Linked DNA regions of Sus scrofa: region 1 is linked to region 2. A link is a contact called in public promoter capture Hi-C data. All regions are on one chromosome and are shown on one strand. The core of a region is the stretch at or near the end of the contact, and the rest is flanking DNA. Distances in the headings are between cores, read along the strand shown. Region 1 overlaps ARHGEF12 (rho guanine nucleotide exchange factor 12). Region 2 holds the start of ARHGEF12 (rho guanine nucleotide exchange factor 12).

Region 1 (3,147 bases), core at 496-2,995, 49 kb after region 2:
CAGTGCCAGATCTGAGCCACATCTGCAACCTTTGCTGCAGCTTGCGGCAATGCCGGATCGTTAACCCATTGGATGAGGCCAGGGTTGAACCTGCATCCTCTTGGATACTAGTAGGGTTCTTAACCTGCTGAGCCACAGTGAGTTCTAAGGTTCTCTGTGTTGTGTTCTGAGGGCAGTTGCTCTTTCTGTCTTTATCTCCACTTTACCTCCAGCATTATCTTAAACCTAGGAATGTGTTAACATGTTGTTGTTGTTTTTTCTTTAATTTTACTTCCTCCTATTGTTCTGGGTTTCTGCAGAGTCCCCTACTCCCTTGTTCTAGCCACACATCTGGATAATTGTCTTCATTTCAGATATATGATCCTTAGGCTTAGAGAAATCTCTTTCCTGTTCAGGTCTACCAAGTCTTCCTTGGTATGGATCCAGAATTTAATTGATTTGGCAAGTATATTTTGTAATTAGTGATATAAGACTGTAATCATGTCCTTCTTCCATGGAAGATGGATTTTCCCCCCCTCTACTTTTGCTTTTAGTGTTGAGGAAGGCTAGTGGAGTAAAATTGCTTTTGTTGTTTTCCATCTTTACCTGGAGTTTAATGGAGATTTGTTGAAGAAATGAATGGTTGGTGAGAATGTGTTACCAGGAAGAAACACATTCAGGTGGAAACAGGTTTCTCTTCAGATGTGTAGCTGGCAAGTTGCCCATGTGGCAAGTAGATGTTAACTAACTTCTCCACCAGGTGTTGAGAGTGGAGACAGATTCTGTAGGGTTGGGAATTGTTTTGTAACCAGTTTATATTGGCTTATCTTTGCCTAAAACTAATAAAGGATATGAATGCTTTTCTAGCTAAGTATTTTGTAGTTATTTCAGATCTAGTTTTCTGATTCTCACTCATGTGCAAACTTAGTTAACTGTAAAAAGCTATACGAAGGAAGTTTTGTTGTAAGGCAGTAGTCTAAAGGTTGAGAGTAGGTTCTGTAGTTAGGTTATGAGGGTTTCAATCAAAAGTAATCCATCTACTAATTATCTAAGTTGTATAAGTTAACTTTGAAACTCACATTTTTCTGCCATAAAATGAAGCTAAAATAATATTTATACCTTTGAATTTTTGTTGGAATAAAATGAACTAATACATGTATAATGTACTTAATGTAGAGACTAATGTAGGGTAAGTACTCAAAACTACTCAAGTAAGTTTTAGCTAATATTAGCATGATTTTAATTGTTAATAATTATTCTTATGAATAATGGAGGACATATATATGAAGCCATCTGCCTAGCATAATTTTTAACAACCAAATGTAACCTCAAGTTATTGAGCATTCCGTAGCTAATTACCATTCTTCCCAAATGAGTATTTTCCAGGGAATCCAACCTCAGGAAATACAGACCAGCTTACTGTGTTATTCTTTATTTCTCTAATTTACATTTATTTCCAGCCAGTTTATCTTCTCTTTAAATACAAATTCAAACAGAATGGTTTTTCTCATAAAAATTCAGAAACCTTTGTTCTGATGATGAACCTATTTAAATTTGGGTTTGAGCACTGATAGAAAACTAACCTGGGTTCCGCTAATGGGGAATCTGTCCATTCACCCCACTTCACCCTCCCAGGGTAGAGTTTTTTTTCAGGAATTAAATAGCTTTATCTAGCAGGGTCTTCCTGCCACTGGCAGGAATAGTACAAAGGCCACATTGAGCATAGCTGCTGGGGAAACCCTTTTTCCTTCTCTGGCCTGTAAATGCTGTTCTGTCTCTGTGAAAAGCCCTGACATCAGCTCTTGGAAAAATCCAATTGCTTGTGTTAGAACAGGGCTCAAAACACTTGCCTGGGCACAGACTAAATGGCTGAACTATGGTTCTGAGTTTACCAGATGCCTCTCAATCATGTCATACTTTAAAAAAAAAAAAAAAAAAAGCTGAGTTTCAGACGTTATCTAGAGAAATTAGGATAGAAAGGACAATCTAACAGCTACCCCCCCTTTCTTGGCTAGTTTATCTTCATTTTATTCTTCTTCCTAAATAAAATCTAACTTCAAGATAATGTGGAATTCAGACTTGGATTTCTGATATATCAAGCTTCTTCTCCCTGTGACCTTTGTACTGGCTCTTCCGAAGCTTTGCCTATAACTCTGGTCCAAATCTTTTCTCATGGCTGACATCTTTACCTCATTTAGGTCTCAGCTCAAATGCCCTAGAGGTCTTTGAAGAAACTAAATTAACCCATTTAGTCACAGATACATCTCTTTTTTACTTTTCTCATAGAACTTACCACTATCTGAAATTATTTGGTACAATTATTTGTTTCTCTGTCTGCTGTCCTCTTGTACAATGTAAATTTCTTTAGCCCTAAGGCCCTATGTGTTCACTCAGGTAACCTCTAGTGTCTAGAACAGTGCTTGGCACAGATTGCTGTTTGTGTAATTTAGTATGTACTTGTTTGCCCATAACAGGAAACTGACTTAAACAAGACCTTTACTGGCTTACCTAAAAGGTCTAGAGATAGGGTTGAGGGAGTTTTCATTTAGTGTAACTGTGTCAATGGCCCAAGTTCTTTCCATTTATAAATTTTGCCATCATTAGTGTTAGCTTCCTCTTAAACTAGTCCTTAAGATTGAATACTAAGTATCCAATCAGAGCTACTTGCTTCCTATTCATGTCCAGCAGAAGAGAAAAAGAAGTTTCATGTGGTTTTCTCTTAAGAGAAAGAAAATACTTTCACAGATGCATCCAGTAAACTTTGTTTCTATTCTCATAGTTTCTTTCTGAATCAATCACTTAACCAAAGAATGGAATTGCCATTAGGCCAAAAACTGCCATCTCTGTTGCTGCAAATGGAGTCACCTTCCCCTGGTTCAGCTGGGCTCTGAGGAAAGAAATAGATAAAATAGTAGTAGAAGGAAATTGGGGTTTCTGGGATTGGGAATCAATTATATCCTCATAATTATAAATAAAACATTTTGTAAATGAATGAATTCATTTATAAAACATGTTAAATTGTCAGGTATATACTCAGTACTATACTAGTTAATTGCAATACAAAACCAGATAGAAAATGGTCTTTACCTTCAGATAATTTAAGGTAGAGTGATAACAGAATATTAAAATTGTTTTAAAAATCAATCAACTACAATATGACTGTAGCTA
Region 2 (3,425 bases), core at 211-2,710:
TGGTCGCACAAATGAAGGACTTATTTGCATTTAGATTACTATGTAATAATAATACTGCTCAAAAAGAATTTATATTTCAATAAGATTTGTACTAAATTTTATAAAAATAAACAACTTTTTATCAACCCGGAGTCTGGCTTTATATCGTTGTGGTTGTATTTCTGCCAGGGAGTTAAAAAAGAAAAAAAAAAAGGTGTTTGGCCTACAGAAATGTTGACCCATATTTATACTTATCGGTGAAATACCTTTTTGCTGCTCTTATCATCCACCATTCCTAACACTGTTCACTTTTTGAGGCAACCATCCACATTCAGAAAATACTTTGCCAAAGAATGGTGGGGGTGGGGACTTAATTTCTTTTTTATTTTGCCCACCTGTTTGAGCAGCTGCCTTGAACATGATGATGTCCAGTTGGGTTCATGAAGACAGGGTATTTGGCCTTCTTCAGACTGTGCTCCCATACCTGAAATGGTGTTAGACATGTAGTAGGAATTGAGCAGGCAGGTTGAAAGCATGGATGAGGATATGAGGATTTGGTTTGGAATGAACCCCTTTGGAAAACCTCCTCAAAGAGCATGCGCAGGAGATAGTGTCACCAGTCATTTTTCTAGGTAAAGGACTAATGTTCCTTTGGAGTGCATTCTGCCTAAATTGTCATGACTCTTCTGAAGGTATTCTGATGCAGGGACTTCAGAACAGTCCAGAGCTACCAACAGCTGTAAAGAAGCGTTTGGACATATTTTTACTCTTAGAGCTTTGTCCGAGAATATAGATTTTCATCACTACAAAAAATAGCTCTGGAATGAATAACCACTGGCTTAATTAAATCCTTTGCTTACCATCTTCTGAAGCTTTCCCACAGCAAATGCCCTCCTTGCTCACAGCTAGAACTTTGGGTCTGTTTAAGTTTGGAAAGATTATGAAAGCAGCCTGCCAAGAGGTTTTGTATGCAAGGAAGAGAAGGTGAATTAGGAAACTTTCCCAGTTTGTTTTTATCCCTGAAGCTCGTGTAGTGAGGCATTCTTGAAGGGAAGAGGGAGCTCATTTTTAAAATGCATGATTTGATGAGTCATTGGGTCCAATTAATTTGACACCCACACTGTAAAATGATTAGAGTAGGGCAAAAAAACCTTTTTTTAGAATGTCTAAAAAAGATAAAAGTTTGGGGGAAAGGTTTGCATTTTGGTCATTGTATATAGACTGATGGAGCCCTTTCCAATTACATATAGAAAATAAGCAATTTAATTAAGAGTTTTCAGAATAGAATTATCATGTTAGGGTACACCAGCAGGTGGCAATGTGTCCTGGTCTGATCATTAGGAAAGTGGCTTGGGACCCTAATCTGCTTCTATTCTTTCCCAAAATAAACATTACAAAATTAGCTGGCTGTGCCCTGAACTTAAAAACAAAACAGTAAAGAGTCATCTTTGGCCTCTGTTTATCGTTTTCTTTTCCTTTTTTTTTTTTTTAACCCGGTTCTAACGTCAGCCTTAGCTCATGCATCTATTCAGGGATAATGATCCTTTCATGCACTCTTTTGGATTGACTTTTAGCAACAGCGTTTTTAAGAGGTAATTCTTTCCCCTCTCCACATCCACTGTTTATTAGATGTGCTTTGGCACTTGATTTCCACAAAAAAGGTTGAAGACCTTGACGCAACAATACAGCTTTGAACTCAAAGCTGAAAACAGATGGATAAAGAGACAGCCACTTCAAATGTTTACAGGCCGAATTGAAGAAATATATTGTACATGGTACTTGAATTGCTACAATCCCAAATTATGCAATCATAAAGTAGATGGATATCTAAGTTTATCTACCCAGCTGGGGAAAAAAATAAAAATATTTGGGAACTCTTCAAAGAGAACTGTAAAGCTATTTACTGGATAAATATACTTTGTTTTTTGCTCCCATTTCTTTCCACAACAAGCTTGTTAAGTCGCTGTGGAAAGCACCATGCTTGCTCAATTTGGCAAATAATAACATTTCATTTTGCCAAGGCAGGAGCAGCAGCCTAAAAGCAACACTATACGAAGAAATCCTGGCTCCAGTTCCCAAACTCTGTCGTCTCTCCAGTCCCATACACTTTCGTCCTCCAACCCTCCGTGGGCAGCCAAGACTTGTGCGCGGCGGTCCCTATCCTGGGAGGAGGCCAGCAGGTGCCCCAGGTGAGCGCCCAAGGCCAAAACTTCTCTGTGCTGGGGTTTGTTTCACAAACGATGGAACGGTGTCCGTGCATCCGGACACGAGTTCGCTTCCATCGGCCCAAAGCAGTCTATAGGGTTCTCCGAAAAAAAGAACAAGTATGCTCCCTTTAAAGACTACAAGTTTCCAGGACGAGAGGGTGGGTAATTTCTAAAGAGCTTCTTCTCAATTCCTCTGGATTAGGGACGTGCTCTTTGGCGGTCCCTGGCGAAAACTAGACTACGAAGTACAGATATCCGGCACTCGCGCGTTCCTGGGGACGGCAGTGGGTTGGCGAGTGGGAGTCCCGGGACCAGACCGTCCCCACCTCCCTCCGCTCCGCCGAACTACTTTTTCGTTCCCCCCAACAAGACGCTGGCGGAGGCGTCCGCGCGGGTTGACGCGCAACCGCGGTCGGCAAGCGGGGGCGGCGCGGGCGGCCCCGCGCACCGCGGAGGGATCCCGGGTGAGGCGGCTTCCCGAAGTCAGAGGGGAGGAGGCCAAAAAAGTCGGCGGGGGAGGGGAAGAGTGAGCTCGCTCGCGCTGGACGCTGCCGGGGCCGGGAAGACAGAACCGGAACCGGAACCCGTGCGCGCGCCCGCGGCTGTCGGGCGGCCCCCCACCATCGGCGGCCTCCTCCACCCGCCGCGCGCGCCCCCGTGAGGGCCCCACAACCCGGCGAGCCGGCTCTGCGCTCCGAGTCGCCGCCGTCGCCGCCGCCGGCCTCCGGAGCCGGTACTTCCAGGCCGGGCCGGACGGGAACCTCCGCCCCTCGCGGGAACCGCCGCCTACCGGCGCGTCGGGGAGGAGCCGCTGCTGCCGCCGCCTGTGCTGACCGCGGAAGAGTCGGGGCCTCCGAGGGATGGGTAGCAGCCCGCGGCGCTGAGAAATCAGGTTCCTGTCACCTCCGGCTGCGGGATCCCCTCCCCCGGCTCCCGCACTCGTCCCGGGGCCCGGAGCCTGGTGGGGGCGGCGACGAGGACGAGAGGGGTTCCCCGGCCCGGGGCCATGGAGCCGCGCGCGCCTGGCGCGGGGCGGCCCGAGACGCGGCCGAGACTGTGGCCACGAGCGGCCGGCAGCCCCAGATAGAGAGCGGAGCCCAGCGGGCCGGGCCTGGAGGCGGGGACTTGCAAGCCCCCGAGACCGCGGAGGAGGAACCGACACCCAGCCCCGAGCCGCTCCTGCCCCGGCCCGGGAGTGACTCCCGGGCCCCCTTCCCCAAGGCTCGCCGACTTCTCTCC

The links. Promoter capture Hi-C pulls out the DNA fragments that hold promoters and counts their contacts.
Region 1: a contact with region 2 is called in a promoter capture Hi-C map of liver, with 4 times the contacts expected there. The contact joins the enhancer-like site here to the promoter of ARHGEF12 in region 2. A contact is called at or near these places in 3 of 5 promoter capture datasets (fetal skeletal muscle and liver), 6 of 47 Hi-C or Micro-C datasets (brain, fetal heart ventricle, heart right ventricle and 2 more) and 1 of 2 datasets of contacts at active chromatin or transcription factors (skeletal muscle).

Annotation. Positions count from the first base shown.
Region 1 is chr9:47,522,311-47,525,457 of Sscrofa11.1, forward strand. All of the region lies in intron 1 of ARHGEF12 (rho guanine nucleotide exchange factor 12), which reads left to right. Among named protein-coding and RNA genes, the nearest start is that of ARHGEF12, 49 kb to the left of the region's middle. Within about 2 kb of position 1,746, at least 8 of the 83 cell types and tissues checked have an H3K27ac peak or open chromatin away from gene starts, as enhancers often do. A contact at or near this core is called in brain and liver, where this site is marked.
Region 2 is chr9:47,473,106-47,476,530 of Sscrofa11.1, forward strand. ARHGEF12 (rho guanine nucleotide exchange factor 12) reads left to right here and starts at 1,461. Exons shown (of 40, transcript XM_021062986.1): 1 at 1,461-2,168.